Regions from separate parts of the Gossypium arboreum genome. Here region 1 is linked to region 2. A link is a contact called in public Hi-C data. All regions are on one chromosome and are shown on one strand. The core of a region is the stretch at or near the end of the contact, and the rest is flanking DNA. Distances in the headings are between cores, read along the strand shown.

The links. A called contact is a pair of places that touch in the nucleus more often than the background predicts.
Region 1: a Hi-C map of leaf shows a contact between it and region 2, with 2.5 times the contacts expected there. The contact joins the promoter of LOC108476575 here to the promoter of LOC108479979 in region 2. A contact is called at or near these places in 2 of 5 Hi-C or Micro-C datasets (both in leaf).

Annotation. Positions count from the first base shown.
Region 1 is chr12:3,098,427-3,103,867 of ASM2569848v2, reverse strand. LOC108476575 (triacylglycerol lipase 1) reads right to left here and starts at 3,691. Exons shown (of 9, transcript XM_017778815.2): 1 at 3,319-3,691; 2 at 2,771-2,881; 3 at 2,223-2,363; 4 at 1,679-1,789; 5 at 1,441-1,584; 6 at 1,318-1,358; 7 at 1,109-1,185; 8 at 444-539; 9 at 1-195. The coding sequence starts at 3,492.
Region 2 is chr12:2,955,019-2,960,826 of ASM2569848v2, reverse strand. It overlaps LOC108479979 (alpha-L-fucosidase 2-like), which reads left to right and starts at 3,361. Exons shown (of 11, transcript XM_053023023.1): 1 at 3,361-4,464; 2 at 4,650-4,795; 3 at 4,999-5,808. The coding sequence starts at 4,260. LOC128285681 (a long non-coding RNA gene) reads left to right here and starts at 1,223. Exons shown (of 2, transcript XR_008276210.1): 1 at 1,223-1,640; 2 at 2,062-2,330. It overlaps LOC108479854 (alpha-L-fucosidase 2), which reads left to right. Exons shown (of 10, transcript XM_017782676.2): 10 at 1-209.

The DNA.
Region 1 (5,441 bases), core at 2,442-4,941, 140 kb before region 2:
TTGACGATAATTCCTCAAGAGTGCGCTGCACATCCGTTGCATCTGCTAAGGCATCATTCCCTCCATAACTCATCCATATTGGCAATGACTTTGGTATGTTGTTAAGATCAAATGCTGGCGGTTTAAACTGTCCATATATCAGTAAGTTTTTCAGGACTCCATAATCATACTGGGAAAATGTACCCTGACGGATCACTGCCATTTAAAAAAAAGACAACAGTTTTAGCAAAAGAAATCATACAGCATTAACATATATTCAAATGAATTCTAACGGAAATGAAAGAAAATTAAAAATTATTACAGCTTGAAAAGTAATATACATATTTCAGACGCTAATATAGTCCAGAATGAGGAATTTGTAAAGACACAAGTCCATTGGGTTGGTTAAACAAACAGAGAAATAGAAATGAAAGGCAAATAAAAGAAGGTAGATGGAAGCATACTCTGGAAAAGATGGCGTAAATTCTTCACCGATGATGGGTGTGGCTCATATTCCAGATAGAAATTCATCCGAGTTTTATTAAAGCAGCAATTTTGCCCTGCAATGTCATCTTGTCAAACACCTTCCAATTTAATAGTAAGATTCAAATATTTTCATTATCGGTGTCAGATTTTTTAGTTTCAGAGTGCTTGGTAACTTTTATGAAGTCAAAATTTAAAAGCTGCTCTTGAAGCTAAAAGTTCATGCAACCTTAGCAAAACAAATGGCATCTCTTCCAAGCTTCAAGACAGGAAAAGAATACACTCTTCTATTATATTTTATATAATTTTATAATTCATATAAAATATGGCTTCAAAACTTTAACACCCTGCCAGGGGCAATTCTCTGTTCAGCTAAATGTAGTACAATATCCTACATTAAATCTGAAGCAGAGCGAAAGACCCACTTTTAAGGCATAATTTCAACTTTCAAGTCAAGCATCGAATGGGAAATATTAACCAAGCCTGAAAGCTTTAAGGTAGATCACTTATACAGTTCATTGCATAAAAAGAAAATAGCAATAAAATGAAACAGCATACTGAACCAACAAAAATGGTGCACATCCGTTTGTGTATTTATACCGATATTAGTATCTGTATGAGTAAATATAGAAGAGGCGAAGAAAACCTGTTATAGAACTTAGAAAATCAGTACAATCCACGTGGTCATCACATAAAGAATCCACAAGGTTAACCAACACATCACTGCAGTTAAAATAAAAACATATAATGCCATTAAACCACTAAATTTAAAAAAAGTCAATCAACACCTTCATAACAGGGAAATAGATATGGGGAAAAAACAGAAAAGCTAAAATGATATAAGTATTAGCCAACCTTCTGAAATTCAATTGATGTAACCCCAAAGCAAGAACCATCTGCCAGAAAAGAATGTCTAAGAACATCATAATGGCCAAAACTGATTTTACTAGGTAAAACAACAATAATGACAAGTTATACCTGATCCAGATGCATTGCAACCATTCTAAGTACAAGTGGAGCGCTGACATGTTCCAAATAAGATATTGGAGACAAAAGAGCAGCAGCTTCAACCATTTCCACTATGTCTGGCTGAGTGAGAGCAGCCAAAGACATTATTGTGCCCTGTCATTAAAAAGCATTGGATAAGTAACCTAAAAAGGTAATCAGCAAAAGCCAGGAAAACCATGCTCTAGGTATATTATAATGCATGCAGGACCTGTGAATGTCCAACAATAAAGATTTTGGAGCTGGTAATTGCGTGTATGTAGTGCAACATTTCTGCAAGATCATACAAAGCTAATTCCTGCCAACTCCACTCCCAAAATTCCTGCAAGAAAAGCCAATAGTTTTCGAGTCTATGAGATACTACCAGTCAACCTTGACATAGATTATATTAGGATATAGATGCACCAGGAAACCCTTACATTGTTAAGGAGGGAAAAAGGAAAGAAAATAATGGAGAAGAGGGTGTTACAACTAGCATATTGCATACTAAGCTATGAAACTGGATTTTGTGGTACACTAAACAAAGATGCACAAACATTGAAAATAAGCCATGTGGGTGTCAACACATAAAACACACACAGCCAACTAAGTTGGACACACAAATTGCATAAAAAAAAAAAAAAAACTGATACTCATGCAACCAACGTCTAAGGTAGTTTAAGTTATCCACATTAAAAACAGAATAACTAATCCATAAATATTGCAAGATGAATTCTAGCTAAGAGAAAGAGGCATTCTGTATAGAGTTCGCCTACCTTGTCTGTATCTAATAAAGATATGTGTCCATGGCTCCAACGTGTTCCACGAACATTTCCAACCCACACATCAAAACCCTGGTCTGCAAGGATGAAGCCCAACGACTGTTCAGTGGAATCCAAAAACCATGCATCACCTGCCTGTTTAGTATATCAAAGTAGTATCAAATCAGTATAAAATCCTATCAACGTAAAACAAATACATGCATATACAAAATTACAGTCCTGGAGAATATAAACAGAGATAACATATAATCTTCCAAACAGAAAGCACACAATCTCATTTGCTTTGTTATTTATTGCAACAATCACTAGATCAAGGATTTTGTTTTAGAAAAAAAAAAAAAAAAAGGCATCTTTCAGCATGCATTTTCACTGGAAAAACAAAGGGGGAAAAAGGAACAAGAGAAATTTCATACAAGTAAATCAATATCTAGTAGCTGGTAGGATCAAGACACATTAGAAGACCTTACATGAATAAGATACATAATAACAGCTAAATAACTCTGTTATTTGAAAATTTTGTTTCAATTAAATGGGGAATTTACCATGAATAATCCATGCTGAAGCAGAACAGGATGACCTTGCTGAACTTTAAGATCCCCAGAACGAGATGAGACGCGTTGGAGAGCTAATAAATAGCCATCCTTAGTTTGAACCTGAAAGAAAATTAGTAATAAACCACAAAATTAAAAGGAAACTTCAATTTCAGTTACCAAACAAGAAAGCAACAAAATTTAACTAGAGAACCCTAAAGAACTGAAGTAAGCAGATTTCAGAAAACTTTCTACAAATCATTAAAAAAGAAACTTTAAAAATTTATGAAAAGGGGATGAAAGAAACAGCAGAAGAAATTCTATAAATTAAGGACACTATCGGTACAACGAAAATGAGGGAAAAGGAAAGGTAAACTCCGTCTCTGCAGTCCCTTCCAAAAACAAACAAAAAATGCATATTTTGCTTTGATTGCTTCTTTTATGGCTCAAAACATAATAGTCCTTTACTATTTTTCCCTCATTATCATTTTTTCCCGGTTTCTTAGCGGCCAAAAGAACCTTGACAAGAATAATAATAGAAAGGGAGGGAGAGAGAGTACAGTGTGTTCAGTGCAGAAATAACCATTGGGCTCGATAAGCTGGGCGCAGAGAGAGTCGGCGGAGAGAGTTAGGCCGGGATCGGACGAATTTCCGGTAACATCGGCGTCGGAAAGAAATAAAGAGTGGAAAAAGCAAAGAAATGGAAGAAGAAGAAACGCCGGAAACTTGTCCATCTCTCTGAATGGGGAGTAGTTGAATGATCGGGACTAGAGTGCCACACACTCTGTTCACCTTATCATAGCTTTCATGAATTTTAACCATTAAATAAATATAAAAGTTTTCTACTCCTTTCCAATTTTATTCTCTTTAACTTAATAGACTTCACAAAATTTAACTCACTCTCAGATCTTTCCGTAGCAGATCCATTTTTTATTCTCTTTTGTAATTTTGTGGCCCGTGATCCTGTCGTCGGAACCATTAGATCATGTCCTTTTCTAATAATTTACTTCAGTTTTTAACCTTTTAACTTTTGTGTTCTTTTTTCAAAATAGGACGTTGCATCAATAGTTACTAGCAATTAGTATGTTTGTTATTTTCATAATAACAAATTTAGTACTATTAATTTGATCTATATTTAAAAAATATTAAATATTTAAAATTAATCTTAATTTTAAAAGTTTAAAAATACATAGAAATTCAATAATTTTAAAAGGAAATTATTTAAAATTCATTTTTGATAAAATATATAATATTTTTAAAATATTTGTATATCGTCACGCGATACAAATATCTACTAAGTTTGTTAAATGGTAAATATTGGTACTTAATTTTAAAATTATTTCATACTTGTGAAAATTAAACTCTCAACTATTAATTGAAGTAGAAAATACCGTACTATCTTACTTAAATCCCGAAATATCAAGATAAAGTTATTTTTAAACAAAAATAAATATTAAAACAAAATTTTGTTGGATCTCTAATCTTTAACTGATCTACACCCCCAAAATTCTGGTGCTATTCGTTGCAATCCCAAACCCCAAAAAGTGGCAACCCATCTCACCAGTCCTAAATTACTTCCCATTATCCTCCCTTACCCACCTTTCAAAACATAATTTACATACAAGAACAACATTTTGGGCTTAGCATTTGCTGCGCTGTGAAATGTTGTTTTCTGTCATACCTATACCACATTTAATTCAGATGTGAAGTGCAAGCGAAGAACCCATCAAAATCCCAGGTAATGTTTTCTCTGTCTTACCTATACCACATTTTAATCCAGAGGTGCTACCAATGGCTGCTCCTGTGGCTGCAAGAATTGGGGGCTTTGTCAGTATTCTAAGGGTAATTAACTTTGCTATGGCAAAGAGGAAAGGTTGAACTGTTATACTCCTAAATACTTTTCTCTTGTCCACTCAAAATGTAAAAGTACACTTATCCCTCTTTGTAAAATATTTATTTGTCTGTTTAATTTTTATCAGTTATAGAAAGGTCATTGCTAGACATATATAATAGCATATTGTTATAGAGAAATAATCGTTGTAAACTTATCATAGGATTTATATATTGAATTTTCATCAAATAAAAAAATGAAAATTATGTTAAAAAAGAATATGATCAAATCGACAATTTTAAAAGATTCATAACATTCATGAAATATAGCCTTTATGCATATTTGATTTTATATTCTTTCACCGATTAATTATAAAATTTTAAATCTAGCAAGTTAAATTAATCAATATGAGTTATCAAATTAAATTAATTAATTTATCATAAGTTACTAAATTCAAGTAATCAATTTATAAGTTTATGGTGTTTTAAATTCATACTAGAATATTTAATTAGAGAACTTAATAGTTTATTTAATTGATATATTTAATTACACTCATTGAATATTATTTTCATTTAATAAAATATAATTAATAGATTTTCACATGAAATTTAATCATTTTATCAAAATAATATTTTAATTAAGATCAGTTTTATTTAATAAATGATTATTAATAGGCTTGCTTATATGAAATAATTATAGTTTTACTTAAAAATTAGACAATATGTTGTTATAGACAACTAATTTAATAAATAATGTATTTCATAATTATAGATGTTGTTATAAGTGAAAAGTTATTATAGAGAGTTAAAATAAAACATAAAAAAATCGATTCTACTAGAAACTTGATTGTTA
Region 2 (5,808 bases), core at 2,112-4,611:
TGCAGAGGAACTTGGGGTTCTTTTGCATGCTTTGTTCTATTCATTCCATTTTTTCTTTTCTTTTTCTCTTGCTTCTTCTCTTGTCATGGTTGTTAGCTTCGAAGACATTACATTTCCTCTATAGGATCGTAGCTTTTGGTTTTCAATTGTCATTGCTAAGTTGGAGTCATTGGCTATAAACATAAGTGATCACCATTGATTTTCCTTTATATGCCTTTCTCCTATAGGCTTTGAACTATACCTTAATTACCAAATTGGTCCTCAATGTATATTTTTTTGTCATGAATAGTTTCATAACGTTTTATGCCGTCACTTGTGGCCTCTGGACTATAGCACTGTTAAAATTAAAAAAAGCACATGTGGCAAAAAAATAATTGAACTTAATTTTCTTTTTGTTACTCTTTTTCCATTCTCTCCGAGTAAATTTATCCCAGTTGATGACATTTATCCAACAATTGCTTGCAATTTGTCATCCATGCTAACCTTACAACCAACAATCGACCATGCCTCAAATTAAATGATGAGGGCAGAAAGAATAAATGCGAACGCATTAGTTAGTTGTTACAGCTAATGCTTTAAAGGATACATTGTAAATCACAAAGAATTTATGCTTTGCTTCTTTGCTACCATTCAAGTGAAGAATTAAAATATGCAATCACAATGAAATTATGCTTTGCTACTATTCAATTGAATAATTAAAATGTTCAATGAGACTTTGACTTGGAAACTGCAACAGCAAGAGTGAAATATTCCGTTGGTGATGTTGAATTTACGAGGGAACATTTTGCTTCGAATCCTGGTTAGGTTATAGTAACAAAGATTTCTGGAAGTAGTGACGGAGTTAGAAAATTTTGATGTAAGGGTCGGAATTAAATTGTATATTTGTACGATAATAAAAATTCAATTTCATAATTTTAATAGTGTATATTTTTATAATTTTTAAAAGATTAAATCAAATTTTTATTATTTTTAGGGGGCCAAAGTACAATTTTAACATTACTAATTTAAAATTTTATAAATTATAAAGACCCAAAATAAAAAATTTCCATTTTAGGGGCCGGGCGTAACCAGCCCCCCTTGGCTTCGCCATTGTCTGGAAGCAAACCGGGGTCACTTTCATTTACAGTTTCTTTAGATAGCACGTTACACCACCGTTCACAGGCAAAAAAGGCAAAATCAGATTATAATGTAGGGAGTTGTCCTGGTAAAAGAATCCAACCAAAAGTGAGTTTAAATGAGAATCCGAAGGGAATTCAGTTTGCTACACTTCTTGAGTTACAAGTTTGTCAAGGAGGTGGTATACATAATATAGATGATAAGAAGTTCAAGGTTCGGATTGGGCTGATCTTTAGGCCCACCACTTGGATAACTATCAGAATCTTTTCTATCGTGCCTCTCTGCAGCTTTCAAAAAGTTCGAAGGGCAATTTAGGGGATGGCTCTTTGGAGATGAAGGAAGTTAAATCTTCTACAAAAAAAATCACATTTTAGTAAAAGCAACGATGGTGCAGTTTCAACTGCTGAGCGGGTGAAATCTTTTCAAACAGATGAAGATCCTTCTTGCAGGGTATTTGCTTATTTCTTCTTCACGACCCGGAAGTCAGGTGTCAATCCTGCAAGGTATATTGAGCCAGCATGAGAGTATGTTTTTACCACCTCTCTTAAACATAACTTCTTGCTTCTTTCCCTTATAGTACTCTCATTAAATTTTTTTTTTCTGCTTGCTGCAATTTCTTCCTATCTGTTGTAATGTCCTAGATCGTATGAGTGGTACAAATTTGCTTCATGTATTGGTATGAAAAGCGCTTGTTATCTAGCTTCCTACGTTGCGTTTGTATTAAGCACGTTTTCTTCATAAATATAATAACCATAGATTGATGGATTCTAGAGCCACTAATTTATGTAAATTGTTACATTCGTATAATGAGAACCTTGATGGCTATTTCTGAAGTTAGAACCAGTGATCGGATAAAGATTTATATTGCTTTAAACTATATGATTAATATATTTTAAGCAGTATGCTTACACTATATTTTAAGCAGTATGCTTACACTTTATGTAGGCTGAAACAGGGGACGAGAGTCAAGAATGATCAACAACATGGATAACTGCTTTGTGGGGGCTTCTTCATAATAATGAGCATGCTTATAGCATGAAAAGCAATGTGTATTAACTAAGTGGAAAGTTAAGTCAATTCACTCACGAACAATTACATACCTATTTACAAAGGTGTTAGTTAAAGTGACTGTCTTCCTTCATTAAATATATAAAGAATTTTTGTATTAGAATTTTTATTACAATCATCAAAAATCATACAAATTCGTATTAGAATCATTATTGTATTGCTCTCAATTCAAATTGTGGACATGGAAAACCATATGCAAGGTAGGAGATTATTCTCAAGGAGAATAATTCAAAGCGAAGTGGACCGATGTGTATTTTTTTTCCCTTTCATGTATGTTAGTGAGTTTTTTGAATTTCAAGAAGGGCGTTTTTTTTTCATGGATATTATTGATAGCTTGGGAAAAGTGTGGACGGTTTTGACAAAATTCCATACTCATGAAGTCATTGGAAATTATGTTTCAATTGACTGGCCTCAATTTTCGAATGAGAAAGGATTAAAACCAAATGATGAAATCACTCTTATCGCAAGACCTCTACAAGAAGGCAGCAATGGAAGGCCTCAGCACAAATTCAATGTTCTGATTAAAAGAAAAATAAGATTGTTTGGGCAAGATATTTGGGGAGAGGTCATGGTGTAAATTGCCAAAAACTTTTTACACCATTGTTGGGGTAGCCATTAGAAAATAAGAACAGATACCAAAACTGTCTTTCTGTATCAAATATTTCCTCATTTTTGTTTCATTTTCTCATGCATTTAAATTATGAACGTACTTTAGTTTGATATGAATTGTTTGTTAACAATAAAAAAGTAAGATAAATTACTTTGTATTTTAAATTACAACATTTGGCCATTGAAAAAGAAAACATAGAGTGTAAAAATTAGTTTAATGAAAAAGAAAATATAGAATCTATTAGGGTAAGTAACGATAAATTTCGACAAGGTATAAATGATAAATAAAATTTGTTGATTGCGAAATCGGCCCTCAAGAGATTGTTGAGCCTTGCTTTTTCCTCCACCTAATATTGTAATTATTCTAATAGTGATATATCTCTGGTGGAACATTAACTCCTCCAATTATATGGGCTTGTTCATAAAATCCCATTTTCATATAGGTTTATTACGTATTAAGGTTATTATCATCAGTCTTTAAAGATTAATTTGGAGTTATACATTATGTCAACAAATTATTTGTATTAATCAAAATTAATTTCCATTTTGTTGGGATTTAGGGCATGAACTAAAAAAAATATATTAGACATGATCAATAAAGTTAAGTTGACGACTATAGACAATTACATCCTTATTTGCGTGTTAGTTAAAATGATGTCTTCCTTTATTGAGAATAGAAATGATTTTGTATTAGAATTTGTATTGTCCTTAATTCAATTTGTAGACATTGAAAATCAAGTGTAAGCAGACATGGAAAAGCAAGTGCAAGCTATAAAATTATTTTCGAGGAGATTATTCGAAGTGAAGTGAAACTATGCATATTATTATTTATTTTCGTGTCTGTTGTATTTTTTGAGTTCAAAAAAGGGCTTTTGTTTTTTCATGAATTTTATTGATAAACGATTTTTGAGAAAATTCCACTGTAAAGGAACTTTTGGAAATTATGTTTTAAAGCACTGGCTACAATTTTTGAAAGAGAAAAAACTAAAATCCTATGATGAAATCACTTGTAAAACCTCATATTGAATTCAAAGGAAAATAAGATTGTTTTGGCAATTCCTTTGTGCAATAGCGAAATTGATGTCTGGAAGGATTGATGGCACGTGGTTGGCTGAACCACAAACATTAATTTGCTTCAAAAGCAAAAAAAGAAGAAGAAGAAAGTCTCTTATGGATTTGATCTTCTGCTTAAAAAAACCAGAATTCTGTGAAAGGATTCAAATTACCATGGCATATTGTAACCCAAAGAAAGAAGTTTGGACTATTTGCGTATAGAAAACCCAAAACAAGAAGAAGCAATCTCTTTTCCTTCTGTCAGAAAGACAGCCCACACTCTTCACCACTCCTGCTCCTGGCTCTGTAAATATACATACACGATAACGATAAAAGAAAGAAACTTGAACCAGAAGTCAAAAAAGAAGCATTAGTTGGTATATTGTACAATCTCTACTTCTGATTTTGCGGTAATGAGAGATGAAGAGTGGATTATGGTGCGGAGACCCACAGTGGCCGATCTCTGGAACCCATGCTCCTCGGATTCAACTTCAAGGCCACTGAAAGTCATCTTCAACGAACCCGCCAAGTACTGGACCGACGCCCTCCCCGTTGGGAATGGTCGTCTTGGTGCCATGATTTGGGGTGGCGTCGCTTCCGAACTTATCCAGCTCAACGGTGAACTAATACTATATTTTCCTTTCGCTTTCTTGTCAAATCTTATCAAATTCTCTTTAATAACTTGTGTTACGTTTCTGAATGAGTGAATAATAAGACCATTAAAATGAATATACATTACATGTGGTGTCTACAAATTATCAATGAAACTAGTAGAAAATGACTATTGTTAAATAATTTTGTAGAGGACACACTTTGGACTGGGGTTCCTGGAGACTATACAAACCCCAATGCTCCATATGCTCTATCAGAGATTAGAAAGCTTGTTGATAGTGGTGAATTTGCTGAAGCTACTGTAGCATCAGCCAAGTTGGTTGGAAATCCTGCAGATGTATGTTACTTCTTTTCCTTATTATTATTATTATAAAAAACTTGTGTGAAGGCAATGTAAAATTATAGAATTTGCCAAACTATTTCTTTGATTTAGGAGTTAAATTCATGAATCACAGGTCTCAGTTTAATTTGTTCTACTGGAAAATATTGAAATTGTTCTAAGAAGCTTATCTGGGTGATTTTTGCCTTTTAATGATGGAGGTTTATCAACTACTTGGTGATATCAAGCTGGAATTTGATGATTCTCATCTGAATTATGATAAAGAAACGTATCAAAGAGAGCTGGACTTGGATAATGCAACTGTGCAAATAAAATATACTGTGGATGGTGTAGAATTTTCCAGAGAGCATTTTGCCTCTAATCCCGACCAAGTAATGGTAACGAAGATTTCTGGGAGCAAGCCTGGGTCTGTATCCTTTACTGTATATCTGGACAGCAAGTTAGATCACCATTGTAAAATGACCGGTGAAAGGCAGATTATAATGGAAGGACATTGCCCAGAAAAGCGAATCCCACCACAAGTGTATGCAGATGACAAGCGAAAGGGTATCCAGTTTTCTGCTGTTCTTGATTTAAAGATTAGCAAGGGGAATGGCATCGTACATATTCTAGATGACAGCAAGTTAAGGGTTGAAGGTTCTGATTGGGCTATTTTGCTTCTGGTGGCATCATCTTCATTTGATGGGCCATTCACCAAGCCATCAGATTCTAAGAAGGATCCTACTTCAGATTCTCTCAATGTCCTGAAGTCGATTAGTAATCTGTCACATGTTGATCTTTATGCTCATCATTTGGATGACTACCAGAATCTGTTCCGCCGTGTCTCACTGCAGTTTTCACAAAGTTCAAGATCTGTTGTGTGCCTCAAGAAAAATCAAGACGGTAGAGTTCCAACAACGGCTGAGAGAATAAAATCTTTTCAAATGGATGAGGATCCATATCTTGTCGAGCTTCTGTTCCAGTTTGGCCGGTATTTACTTATTTCTTCTTCACGGCCTGGAACTCAGGTG